Regions from separate parts of the Mus musculus genome. Here regions 1, 3 and 4 are each linked to region 2. The links are chromatin contacts, called in public HiChIP or PLAC-seq maps. All regions are on one chromosome and are shown on one strand. The core of a region is the stretch at or near the end of the contact, and the rest is flanking DNA. Distances in the headings are between cores, read along the strand shown. Region 1 holds the start of Dsn1 (DSN1 homolog, MIS12 kinetochore complex component). Region 2 holds the start of Epb41l1 (erythrocyte membrane protein band 4.1 like 1). Region 3 holds the start of Gss (glutathione synthetase). Region 4 holds the start of Soga1 (suppressor of glucose, autophagy associated 1).

Evidence for each region. HiChIP or PLAC-seq counts read pairs in DNA pulled down with a chosen protein or histone mark.
Region 1: a contact with region 2 is called in a FOXA1 HiChIP or PLAC-seq map of pancreatic cancer cells. The contact joins the promoter of Dsn1 here to the promoter of Epb41l1 in region 2. A contact is called at or near these places in 1 of 484 Hi-C or Micro-C datasets (embryonic stem cells) and 1 of 115 datasets of contacts at active chromatin or transcription factors (pancreatic cancer cells).
Region 3: a FOXA1 HiChIP or PLAC-seq map of pancreatic cancer cells shows a contact between it and region 2. The contact joins the promoter of Gss here to the promoter of Epb41l1 in region 2. A contact is called at or near these places in 2 of 39 promoter capture datasets (liver and pre-B cells) and 2 of 115 datasets of contacts at active chromatin or transcription factors (embryonic stem cells and pancreatic cancer cells).
Region 4: a contact with region 2 is called in an H3K4me3 HiChIP or PLAC-seq map of fetal liver, with 4 times the contacts expected there. The contact joins the promoter of Soga1 here to the promoter of Epb41l1 in region 2. A contact is called at or near these places in 1 of 39 promoter capture datasets (hematopoietic stem and progenitor cells) and 1 of 115 datasets of contacts at active chromatin or transcription factors (fetal liver).

Annotation. Positions count from the first base shown.
Region 1 is chr2:157,005,458-157,008,569 of GRCm38.p6, reverse strand. Dsn1 (DSN1 homolog, MIS12 kinetochore complex component) reads left to right here and starts at 1,495. Exons shown (of 11, transcript NM_025853.3): 1 at 1,495-1,595; 2 at 2,697-2,722; 3 at 3,079-3,112. The coding sequence starts at 2,698.
Region 2 is chr2:156,419,689-156,423,011 of GRCm38.p6, reverse strand. Epb41l1 (erythrocyte membrane protein band 4.1 like 1) reads right to left here and starts at 1,921. Exons shown (of 25, transcript NM_001368800.1): 1 at 1,713-1,921.
Region 3 is chr2:155,591,345-155,594,667 of GRCm38.p6, reverse strand. It overlaps Gss (glutathione synthetase), which reads left to right and starts at 1,858. Exons shown (of 13, transcript NM_008180.2): 1 at 1,858-1,974. Gssos2 (a long non-coding RNA gene) reads right to left here. Exons shown (of 5, transcript XR_001783522.2): 4 at 2,500-2,645; 5 at 142-2,216.
Region 4 is chr2:157,077,346-157,080,532 of GRCm38.p6, reverse strand. It overlaps Soga1 (suppressor of glucose, autophagy associated 1), which reads left to right and starts at 1,268. Exons shown (of 15, transcript NM_001164663.1): 1 at 1,268-2,304. The coding sequence starts at 1,624. It also overlaps a transcript of Tldc2 not described here.

The DNA of each region.
Region 1 (3,112 bases), core at 246-2,745, 590 kb before region 2:
ATATACTGAGGCCAGCCTGGGGTACATGAGAACCTGCTTTAAAGTAACCAGAAAGGGGGTGGGGAAATGAAGTTAAGAAATGAAACTTTGATGTGGAACAGGGCAAGAATCTGTATGCATCTTATTAACAGAAGGGAGCCACGGAAGACTTCCGAGCAAGGATGTTTACTGGGACTGGATTCCACGAGGCAGTGATCTCAGTGTGTCCCAACATGGCCAGCTCTGGCCGGGAATATTAAGTTCTGTTTTGGGGACATCAACACATGAGGTGCTCCAGGAAGTGATATTCAGGAATAAGAACACACCTCTTCCAGATAGCTGTTGAAACTATTAGACCAGAATGGCAGAGTAGAAACTTCTGGAATACACATTTCTACCTCTTACCAAAAAACTTCCAAGGGACCACAATTACTTCAAAATGGTCAAAATTATCAAAATTATGGTTCAGCTAGCCATCTTCTGCTTTTTTTTTTTTTTTTTTTTTTTTTTTTGGTTTTTTGAGACAGGGTTTCTCTGTATAGCCCTGGCTATCCTGGAACTCACTCTGTAGACCAGGTTGGCCTCGAACTCAGAAATCCACCTGCCTCTGCCTCCCAAGTGCTGGGATTAAAGGAGTGCACCACCACTGCCAGACCCATCTTTTGCTTCTTTGTTTTTTTTGTTTGTTTTTTGTTTGTTTGTTTGAGACAGGGTCTCACTATGTATCCTTGGCTGGCCCGGGTACTAGGCTGGCCTCAAAGACACAGAGATCCTCCTGCCTCTGTCTTCCCAGTACTGGGATTAAAGGCATGCACCACCACAACTGGACCTTTGGAATCTTTCGTACTACTCTCAGTTCACAAGGTTCAGATCTGAAAGGATTCACTTCATTGATGCATGGGGGGCATTCTGATGCCTCTATACCTTGTCCTGAAGAAGACCCTCCCAGGCACGGGACAGTGGAACAGACATGAGCACTGAACATCTAGCGTCAACATAGAAGGGTGGAAGGAGAAAGGAAAGGCTTTCCAGGCAAAAAGCATGCTCGAACAAAGGAACAGAGGCAAGAATTGGCACGGGGTTGTGGCAGTAGGGTTGGCTGTTAACGCTGGCAGGGGGTGTGCTTGAACTTTGCTAGGTACTTAAGGGCCCATGGGAGGGGCCCATGGAGCAGGAAGATAGGCAGGGTACAGACTGAGCTCAGAGCTCCAGTTCTCCCTGGAGAAAGTCACTGTCCAGACTTTTGGAATCAAAGAGATAGAGGGGAAGCCATGGCCTGGAACAGCACCACACCCATAGGTAGGATGTACGGCGGGAAAAGTCAGCAAACTGGTGTTTTGGAGAGGTCAATCCCCAGGCCTGGACGTAGCTGCAGATGTGCTTGATCTGTAGCTGGGTGAAAACGGTAGGACAAGGTGCGCTTGGGCCAGAACGTTAAATCCCGGAGTACGCAGGCGCTCCGCCGGAGGCACGGGTTGCGCGAGCCAGCGCGGAAGGCGGAGGCTGCGCACGCGCAGTTGTTCGGCGGGAGTTTCGTAAGTAGCGGAGGCAGCGGGGAACCCCGAACCGGACTGACGCGGGAGAGGACCTTCTGCGGCGACGCCGAGTTTGCAGAGGTGACCTTGGGCTTACTGGTTCAGGAACGCGGGGAGGGGAGCTGGGCTAGACCGGCGTCACGCTGGGGTTCGGGACCCGGATGTGGTTCTCCCCTGACCCGCCTCTGCCCGGCCCACCGGCCGCTCCCAGCCGCAGGGCCCCGGGGGCTCAGAGACTTTCTCCTGACAGGACGCCTGAAAGAAGGCCACTCCTCGCTCCCGGGCACTGCTGGCGTCCTTGACTCCAGATAGTGGCCTGGGACAGGTCGGAGGGCTGGGGTGGCAGCCGGGGTTACACTGCTGTGCCCCGGGAACCTGGGTCTCCCGAAAGAGTCCCTTACTCAGAGTTGTGGGACCTGTTGTTGATTGGGATAATGACGTCAGAAGGCTGTCACGTGTACAGCCTCAGAAGCGCTTCAATGTCTGTTATCCAAGCTGGAGTCTGTGTGATCACCCACGAGGATTGTGGTGATTTAGATCTTTAGAGTCTTTGTCCTTTCAGTATGGTCCCTCAGCCTCCATTCGCTTTTACCAAGCGTCCTCCACATTCAGCGGTCTTTTGGGAGGGAGACTTAGATGCAAGGTGGCGGGATGGATACTCGACCTTGCCTCTCTGTCTGTTTTCTGTGACAGGTGCTGGAAATGGGGATGTGGTGCGATCTCCAACCAGTTCTATAGAGGAAAGATGTGTGGCCTCCAAATCTGCCAAAGAGAAGTGACTGCGTATTTAAGCAGAGTTAGGGAGGAGGATGACTCTGTTTTATGGGTAGAAGGACAGATGTGGGCAGAGATTAAAAAGTAGGATTTCCAGCCATGGCAAAATCTGGAGAGAGTAAGAAGTGATGCGGGGTTTGTTTGTTTGTTTTCTCGTTTGGAAAACAAAGATCCTAAGACCTTCCACGGAACTGGGGGCTAGTGCCTCACAAAGTGAGGAGCTAAGATAGGTTCTGTAGACCGAGTTCTTGAAGACAGCAGTCAGTGATAGTAATCTTGCTGCTGAGAATCTCGGAGGAGGCAAGTGAGGGCACCTGAAGCATGAGACCTATTATGGGATAGTGAGGCCCCTGTGAGACTGGAGCTCGAACGGATCTCCTCATTTTCCTGTTTTCCTCCTTCATCCAGGATGACGTCAGTGACCAGATCAGAAGGTGAGTTTTACAGTGAAATTCAATGCCTCTTGCTTTGGGAATCAGGCTCCTGAACTATCCCAGAATCCTCCTTGGCTCCTGGTGCCTTTGGAATCACACGTGTGTGGGTTTACAAAAAGGCCTTCTCTAGGTTTCCATCACCAGGGAAATAGGTTTCCCTCCGTCCTCCTTCCCTTCTGCCTAGGCTCCTAGGAAGCTGGTCCTTCAACTGTATACCATCTTATATATTAAAGTTGCTGCAGTTAAAAAGTGGGCGTGTGCATTTTCTGTTGTCACCCTTGGCTTGGATACTTACTGAGGTTTGTATCTGAGGTAGCTTTGATTTTATATTTTGACTTTTCTATAACAAATGCTAGACCAGGAACCCACGATGTCCGAGACTCAGGATCG
Region 2 (3,323 bases), core at 672-3,171:
CACAAAAGGAGACACCCACCACCACCAGATTTCAGCGCCAGTGAGCTGCCAGGGCAGCGGCTCTCTTGAGGTGTGTATTCAGGGAGAGAGATAAGAATCCCAGCTTCCCCTGCCTCGGCGGCCTCTGCCAGAAAAGCAGCTGGGGAGTTGCAGAAATCTGCCTTGGGGGGCGCCCCTCCCACTCCTGCACTGTCCACTCCCGTTTACACTCCCTGCACTCTCCCTCTCCACTCCAAAGCCCGCACCCTTATCCTTGTACACAAGCCAACCAGCAAGGAGTGAAGTTAGAGAGAAGAGCCAGGAGAAGGAAGGCTGGGCTTGCACGTCCTCCTTCCTTCCCTCTGTAAGATTCTCAGCCTCTCTAGATCCTTGTCAAACCTAGTCTACCTACATTTCAGTACCAGTATCTGAACCCGGCAGACAGTGACTAAATCCGCAAACTTCCCTGTAATCTTGTTTTTCAAATATAGGGGGCTTTCTATTCTGTTCCAGTTAGCAGCAAAATGGCACTTCTCTTACTGTCCCCATCCTGGCTCGCCAATACACAAACAGCTTACACACTCATAAAAAAAAAAAACAAACCAGATATACCAGAACTTATCAAAACAAATGCACATATACATCCAGAGATATTTTGTTTATTCTTCATCAGTAAAATGTACAAATGCACCTAAATGCACAAGAAATATACAGGGAGAATGCACACACTCACCCAGACTAGACATGCATGCAGTGCCCAAAACATGGGGGAAGAGATACAGAAACACATCTCTCTCAAAGTATGAAGACCTTCTGAGAGGGGATTCCTTGGAGTGGGGCGCTGGCCATTTAAGATAGTGATCAGTTTTACTAGTCTTTGTAGGGTACCTAGGCTGCTGCCCTTCCGAACAGTGTCCAGGGTGAGGGTGGAGGGTACCTAACCAGGCTGGGCTGTAGCTGGCCAGGGTGATGGTCGTTACACAGCAAGGAAACATATCACAGAACCCCGCTGAGGGGCCTCTGTTGCTTCTACCCACACCCATGCCTGCGCACAGACACACCCTCTTCACACCTAATCCCCCACCCCACCCCTCACAAACACACACCCGGGATTTGAGCAGGCCACGCCCTCTGCTTCAGCTCAGCTGGGAGCCAGGCTCCACTGGCAGTAGGGCTCTCCCGTACCCCGGGTGTGGCTGCCCACCTGCCAGCAGGGAGTCTCCACTCAGCTAAGACGCCCCCGCCGCTGCTGCTACCCACTTCCTCGGCCAGTGCCGGGCTCCGGGCGACGCCAGCGCCTCGGCTGCCGCCCCCACCCCCTTCCTCCCGGCAGTGCGGAGACAAAGCCGAGCACACGCACACAGGGGCTACGCGGGTGCACACCCGCCCTCACACGCGCACACACACGGGGAGTCACACTGGCGTGCACACAGCGAAACACACACACACGAACACTCACATACACCCGCCATAGGCTTCAGCCACAAGCGAAGCCATCATCAGCATAGGCACACTGCCTCATCCAGATGTACACACTGTTACACATTGGGACACACCCTCTCTAGGCACATCTCCGGATAAGCAAACCAGGGCACACAGACCCTTACCAGATTAGTACACCACCCAGCCCCTTACTCAGATGCACACGCACGTACACACCACTTGCACCGACCCACAGACACACGCGCGTTCACATTAAACGCACACCCGGAGATGTGGACCCCGACACGTACCCGCAAAGACACGAATCGTAGCTTCGGCCACGCACGTCCTCCAGCACGCGAGCTCGGGACGTAGCAACAGCCTGCTCGGTCTCCGCGCCCTGCTAACCTGGCGGCGGCGGCGCGGCTTCCGGGAGCCGTCTGTCTGTCTGTCTCTGAGTCCCTTCGTCCAGTGGCCGCCCAGGCAGGCTCCAAGACGCTCCGGAGCTGCGCAGAAATGCCCCGCTCGCTCTCTCGCTCGCTCGCTCGTTCGCTCCCTCCCACGGCGCTCAGCCCCCTCCCCGCCCGCTCCGCACACCCCCTCTCCCCCTCTGCCCCGCCCCGCCAGCTCCCTGGGAGGAGGCGGCGGCGATCCGGGCCAGGCAGCGTCCGAAGGGTGTGCGAGTAGCGAGCGCGACCCACTGGCCCCAAGAGCCGAGCTGCCCAGGAGCAGGCGCGTCCGATCCCAGGGAGGGGAACTCGGAGGGGTGTGCGCCCCGCGAGCCCGCGCCGCTGGCTTCCCCCACGTGGGACAGACGCCCACCAGAGCCTAGGCAGAGCTCAGAGGCCGAGGCGAGCAGCGGGACCACGAAGACGAGACTCTCCACGGAGCCTCCTCTCCCTCCAGGTCCCAGCCCCGTGGGCTCGGCCTTACTCCACCTCCTAGAGAGTCGCCACCGGCACCAAGTCTGCTTCACCTCGCCTTTGACTGAGAGCTTGGCGTTCAGGCCGGTAGCCTGGGCTAACCTGGGGGACCAGCAGCACCACTGGCCTCCACTCCCTCCAGCAGGGACCTGGCCGACGCCCACTACCCTTCAGCCTCCCTCCTATTGTTCGGGCGGCCTAAGCTGCGGAGCTGTGGAGGACCACGCAGCTCTTTCCAACCAGTCTGAGGTGGCAGTCCTTTGGCACTCTTTGGAAGCAAGGGCCGAGCCCCTGGTCCCAAGACCCTGGGGACCCACAGGCCCAAGCATGCCCAAAGTCAAGCGTTTCTCTGAATTATGATTATATCCGCCCTGGACCTTACAGGCTCCTGCCGGAAGGTACTGCTTTGAACACACACGTAAAGCTAAGCATAGGAAAAGGACAAAGTAACGAAAACAGTGAACCTAGAATAGTATCCATAGAAGGTAGGGCGTCTATGGGGTTAGCTGAAGAAACTGAGCTTGGGTTCCCAGAGCAAGGGCCAGACCTCAGAAGGCCAGGAATACCAAGCCTCCTTTGTTAGACTTTGAAGGGAAGAAAAGGAAGAAGTAAATGTAAGAACTTACCGGGTTTTATTAGAGGCCTCTGCATGGGTAACAACCTAGGCAAATGACTCCAAAATGTAAACACCTTCACCTCTTGTGACCTTACCTTATCTTAAGTGGTAGCTGGGATCCACCTGAGTCTGCCCCAGGTAGCACAGAATCAAAGGCTAGGCCAGTAATTCTGGTTCTTCACTGCGGTCCCATCTCCTCCTCCCCACCCCCACCACTCTGCTACAGGATGCTAAGAGCAGATTGGAATCAAACAGCTGAATAGATAAATCCAGAAGGGGAGGCCTGGTTTGGACCTCCAGGGACATTGATAAACTGAGAGGACAAAACTAAGGAAACCAAGGCCCTACCTAAGACAGGACTCAGCAGTGCTCACTCAGCCGCT
Region 3 (3,323 bases), core at 609-3,108, 830 kb after region 2:
CACTTCACCTCCCACAATGTGAGGAGACCCAGCCAAAGGGCCATTAACATCTGGGTCCTCCCCAAATGTCACCCATAATCACCAGATAGACCATTGCTGATCCATCTTAGAAGAAAGGAAGCTGTATAGAGAGTCCTGGGCCTTGGTGCTTTTGTTTTTATTATAATTTCATTTTTGTTTGTTTTGGTTTTGAGATAAGATCTAACTAACTCTGGCTGGCCTGGAACTGGTTATGTAAACCAGGCTGGTCTAGAACTCACTGAGATCCTCCTGCCTCTGCCTTCCAAAGGCTGGAATTAAAGGTACAAGCCAGCACTTACTCCCTGCGTACTGTAATTCATTTAGTACCAGAAATAGCTACCTTTACCTCTGGTTAATACAGTGACTTTTGTCTGTCAGTCGGGGCAGCTGCTTCCTACCTGGTCATTATAGAAGCAATAAGAAAAAGGTATCAGACCACAAACATTATTCTGGCAACAGCCAGATCACCTCCCTGCCAACTCTGTCCCATTCATACGAGACATCTGGAGGGCTGTCCTTCCTAGACTGGAGAGAGGCACCTGCTTTATCTAAAGAGTTGGAAGGATTTTGGTCCCTGGGTTAGGCCACTGATTTACAGTCAGTAGAAATTCTCCTTCATAAATCTCTCTTCAATTTGACATTCCCCCTCCCCTTTTTTCCCTTCACAGCGATGGCTTGGAGCCTCACCAACTTACAGCTAACTCTGGATCATGTCTGTCTGTACCTAATATATAGAATGGCGTCTTGTCTCTGCTAAATCTCCAGCCTCAAGGTTTCTTCCTGAGGCCAGCTCTTAACAGCCTGCCCCACACTCTAGAGCCCACCTTTTATTTACACCAAACCAATTAGGAGTTTGCTATCTTAGGCATAATTCCCTAGGGTTTGATCAGATACATTCATTTCAGGAAAATTTTTATCAGAAAGGAACATCTTTTTTTAAAATCAGGTATATATAGTGGCTATTCCTGATTGTCAACTTGACTATATCTGGAATGAACTACAATCCAGAATTGGAAGGTTCACCTGTGATCCTAATCTGGAGACTGGGAGATACAAGTTTCTGACCTGGATCTTGGCATGGAGATCTTGAGGCCTAGTGACTATGAATTCCAGAAGATTAAGACAGGGAGACCTCTGAGTTTAAGGTCATCTGGGACAAAGCAAGTCCCAGATCCAGGCACACACTTTTAATCTGAGCCACACCTTCTGATGGAGACCTACATAAGGACATTGGAAGAAGGAAGATTAGCTCTTCTTTGCCCTGCTTGCCTTGTGGGACTGAGCTAGATCCTTGGACTGACATTCACAGCTGCTGTTGACCATTGTTGGGGAGTTGGACTACAGACTGTAAGTCATCTACAAATTCCCTCACTATATAGAGACTACCCATAAGTTCTGTGACTAGAGAACCCTGACTAATACAAGATAACTCAGATTTTGAATCAACCTCTCACAGTCTAGGGAAAACAAAGTTAAATTACTGTAGGTTGCCAGAGGATGAGGGGTCTGTATAGAGGGAAGAGGATAATGAACTTGCATATTTACAAACAGCCCCATGGGGGCTGAAGACAGGGGTGGCTAAGAGAACTTTTGCTCTGGGTTCCCAGAGGATGCGACGCTCTCTTCTGCCTTTGAGTGTCCCCATCTCACAGCGTGCCACTAGCTCTAACTCTCTGGGAACTAAGCTAACAGGTAGCATCCCGCCGTTGTAGCCACAACCAAGGCTCTCCCTAGAGTACCGACGTATTCCTTAAAGCCCAGGTCACTGCTCATGTAATGCCCCTTCCCGGCCGCCGTCCAGTTCCATAAACACAGGGCTCCTTCCCCACCCCTCCTCTTTAGCCTTGCGGGGCGGTCTGCGCAGGCGCACTGGGTCGTACCGAAGCCCCGCCCCCCGAGCCCGGGTAACGGCGTGCGGAGTTTGAGCTTGGCGAGCAGCTGGACAACGAGCGAGTAAGTCGGGGCTTCGCGACGGCGGCTGGCGAGGGTCAAGTTTCCTTGGGAGGAGAGCGGTGAGGGAGGGGTCTGAGAGCGATTAGAACGCGGCGAGCGGGCAGATGACGCGGTGGCTGGGAACGCGGCGAGCACCGGGAAACTTGTGTCCAGTGAGGGGCTTGTGCTGGGCGTGCTGAACCTAGATTTCCAGATCGCCGGTTCCCAGCTCGGACACTGTTAGCGAGGCTAGAGCCAGAGTTCTAGGGAAAATAAACAAGCCACCATCAAAAACTGGGAGAGATCAGGAACAAACTTTGTCTAGGGATGGGGAGCGGACGGGGCCCATCACGGGGACAAGACAGGACAAGCGACTGTGTTGTAGCCCGAGGCCCTGAGCCCGCACTCGCCTCGCCCAGGGGATTAAAGTCCAACGGGATTTCTGTGTGGGCGTTTTAAAGTTTTTCGTGATTCATTCACCACTTACTTATTTAACCTTCAATGAAGTATCAAGGCAAATGCTATTTTTATGATAGAGGTACGAACCTGGACAGAGAAATCCGGCGATGGCTTCCAAAACAGAATCAAGAGTTGGGGGTACAGAGGCTGGGGATGTAGCTCAGTGGGAGAACCTTTAAGCCACGAGGAAAGCAGGAAAGCGAGGAAAGCAGGAAAGCGTCATCATCCAAGATCTGAAAGTAAGAGAGAGAGGCTGGTGTGTTTTAGTCACTTAAGATGCCTTTACTACTCTGAAAGTGCCCAGGAAGAGGAGTGGGTTGGCAGTAGAGGCAGACATGAGGGAATTCAAAGCGCTGCATTTAGTCAGCAGAATCCACAGGACTGGAAGAAATGGGCTGTAAGAGAAAAGTGCACGTGAGGCTGGGATGTCAGGGTGAGACTCATTAGAGGAGGACCGCCCCAGGGAGCAGGAGGAGTGTTCTAGATTGAAAACCAGGAAAGAACTTGCTGTGTAAATACAAACTTGAGTGTCACCAGCCAAACAAGTCACAGAACAGTTAAATCTGTAGAAAGGAAAACAAGGGGCCCAGTTAGCATTGTCTAGTTATTACTAGTATAGTGTTTTTGTTCATGAATATGCATGGACACCCAAACACTGGTGTGTGTGTGTGTGTGTGTGTATGTATGTGTGTGTGTGAGATGCAGATGTGCTGTCAGTGTTTGTATGTGAGGGTGCCCTGAGCATCAGGTGTCTTCCCTGATCAGTGCACTTCCTCTCTGCACCTCTGGGATTATAGCCTGCTCACTATCTGCCCAGGATTTATGTGCATAATTGGGGGTCTGAGCTCTTTACCTGCTAGCCCCCTCCTTCGCCCTCTACCTTATTTTTTTTGTTTTTAAAGACAGGGCCT
Region 4 (3,187 bases), core at 19-2,518, 660 kb before region 2:
CTTCGAGGTGGATGGTGGGTCAATAAAAGAAAAAGGAGTAGACCTTGAACTAGTTGGCCATGATGTAGGTCAGGTTAGGAGAAAGGGGAGGAGCCAAAGTAAAGATGAGGGAAGAAGAGGAGGACGAGGAACCCATGGAAAAGAAGGGGGAAAAGAGAAGGGGAGAGAAAGACCGAGAAGGGTCTAAAGGAAGAAAAAGAGGCTGCATAGTGTGTGTGTGTGTGTGTGTGTGTGTGTGTGTGTGTACGAGCTACCTTCTGGGTGGCAAGAGACTGGGCAGCTACCATGCTGATGAGTGCCTTCCCAGGGCCAAAGAACTTACTATGGTTTAGGCACAGTGTGGAGAGGGCAGAGGTGAGGAAGGTGTAAGGGATTCTGAGAAATTAACTCTGATAGCCTGAATAGCTCAAGAGGAAAGAAACCATGCCCACCAATACTGGGGCCTTGGAGTCTGTGGTGGAGTCAATCTGACCCTGTTGGTATTCAGGGTCACAGTCCCATGCCAGCCCCTAACCGGCCTAGAACCTGCCCCCTAAGCACCTAACGGTCTGGCATCCTCAAGGCACAGCCTGAAGTTAATCGCAAAGACCATGAAATTGGGGTCGGGGAGACAAGACTATGCCCGGGTTCATAGGCAACTAGGGTGTGCAAGATCCAAGATGCACGCGGAACGCCACGGTTCCAATGGCAGCGGACAGATAGACGAGGCAAAAGGAGTCCAGCATACTCTGTAGGATCCATCCTGCTTCCTTCTCAGACCAAGAACCGACCGCGTGCCAGGTCGTGTTCAGTTTAAGGTTCTATAGGATGGGGTCGTTTGTCATGCCCAGTTAAAGGGGGCGGAGTTCGCGCAGGCTCAGCACCCACAAGGGGCGCGCGGCGCGGTGCTGGGTGTGCATGGATGCTGGCTCCGGCCCTTTGAGGTCCGCGGGGCCTCTGCCAGGGAATAGTCTCTCCTGTCGTCCACGAGGCCCCTACGGCGACGCCGGGCTTCCAGGCTCCTCGGCCGGGTGTGATCCCCCAGCCCGCAGAGGAGCGGCCGGCGGCCCGGAGCGGCGGGAGCGAGCCGAGGCCGCGGCTGCCCGGGCCCGCCTGACCCTCGAGGGGGTCGCTGTTGCCTCGCGGATCCCTCCCTCGCTCCCCGCTCGCGTCCCTCCCCGCTGCTCCCGCCGCGTCCGCCTTTTGTTCGCCGAGCCGCGCGCCCCCGAGCCGAGGCGGCGGGGCGGGGAGCTGGCGGGGCTGCGTGGGGGGCGGGCCGCGCCGGGCGGAGCCGGGGCCCTGGCCTCAGCCGGACTGGGAGTCCGAGGCGGCGATCGCCGAGCAGGCTGCAGTCGGGGTCCGGGCGCACTCCGGGGGCGCGGCGAGGCGGAGGGGGCGGGCACCGGGCGGAGCCGGAGTCGGAGTCGCGGCGCCTGGAGGAGATCGGGCCGCGCGCTGAGAGCACCGAGTGGCGGAGAGGCCGCGCGGCGCGGGGCAGGGCCCGAGCGCAGCCCCCGGACGCAGGAGACCGGAGCGCAGTCGCGGCCTGAGCGGCGGGAGCGCATCCGAGACCCGCCGCAGGGACACCCAAGCCGGCCACTCCCGGGCCATGCGCGCCGCTCGCTGAGACCCGGGGAGGCCGCGATGGAGACGCCAGCGGGAGAGTCATCGGCGCGGGGCTACGGCCCCCCGCCTGCGCCCGCGCCCGCCGCGGAGAGGAAGAAAAGCCACCGCGCGCCATCACCAGCCCGGCCCAAGGACGTGGCCGGCTGGTCTCTGGCCAAAGGCCGCCGCGGCACAGGCCCGGGCTCCGCTACAGCCTGTGGCACCGCGTCCTCGGCGAGGCCCGACAAGAAGGGGCGCGCGGTGGCTCCTGGTACCCGAGGCACGGGGCCTCGGGTGGCCGGGGTGCGCACGGGGGTCCGCGCCAAGGGTCGCCCTCGTCCCGGTACCGGGCCCCGCCCGCCGCCGCCGCCGCCCAGCCTCACGGACAGTAGCTCCGAGGTGTCGGACTGCGCGTCGGAGGAGGCGCGCCAGTTGGGCCTGGAGCTGGCGCTGAGCAGCGACGCCGAGTCTGCGGCGGGCGGCCCGGCGGGGACCCGCACCGGGCAGCCGCCCCAGCCAGCGCAGTCGGGGCAGCAGCCTCCGCGGCCTCCCGCCTCCCCGGATGAGCCGTCGGTGGCCGCATCGTCGGTGGGCAGCAGCCGCTTGCCACTCAGCGCCTCGCTAGCCTTCTCCGACCTCACCGAGGAGATGCTGGACTGTGGGCCCGGAGGCTTGGTGCGGGAGCTGGAAGAGCTGCGTTCCGAGAACGACTATCTCAAGGTGGGGACCTGGGGGGGATGGGGGAGGCGCAGGGGCGGGAGAGGACTGGTCATCCGGGCTCAAGAGTCCAGGGCGCTGACCAAGCAGGGAGAGTGCCCCACCTTCTCTTCCCACTTTTCCGGTGAGGAGGATTATGGATAAGACACCGAGTAAAGGACCCCAATGTGCACTTTCCCACCCGCGGTAAAACTGTTTTAGAGGACACGTTCTGATGGGTGAGTGGGGATAGTCAGCCAAGGCTGACCTTCCCCCCCTCTAACCTGCCCAGGACCCCGGTCCCAGATCAGCAGGCTTTCTCGGCTCTCTGTTCTGGAACCAATGTCCGTGTGTTAGGCTGCCAGGGAAACCGTGCTATCCCCTGGCAAGGAGAGGCAGAACACCATCCTAAGTCCTTACCCAGGGCTTCCCCGGCAGGCCTGTCCTCGCCTGCCTTTTGGGGCGGATCCAGTTTGAAAGCGTGACATCTGGGAACATCCCCTTGGCTCGAGTCCACTTCCGCCCAGTCTAACGGTCCCACAGCCTGGGAGGATGATGTCGTGGGAGAACTGGTTCAGAGGCCACTTCCTCAATCCCAGGATATTGTCTTCTGTCCCCTCTGAGAGAGGTTTGGGCAGACTTGGCCCGTGCTCCCTGTGGGAAGAGGGAAACTGTCCTGCTGGTTAGGGGTATTCCCTCTGTGTGTGGGCCTGGAGAGCTGTCTGGGAGAAGCAATCGTCGGTGACTGGGCACCTAGGTGCAGCCCATGCTCTGGCTGCCTCTTCTTTGACATGGTGGCAGCTATGGGGACAGTCCTGCCCTGGCTTCTTGACCTTGGTGTGGGAAGCTGGGATCTTCACGGGCTGCACTGCCGCTGCTGGAAGAGGCTACAGTATTGTCTGCACTT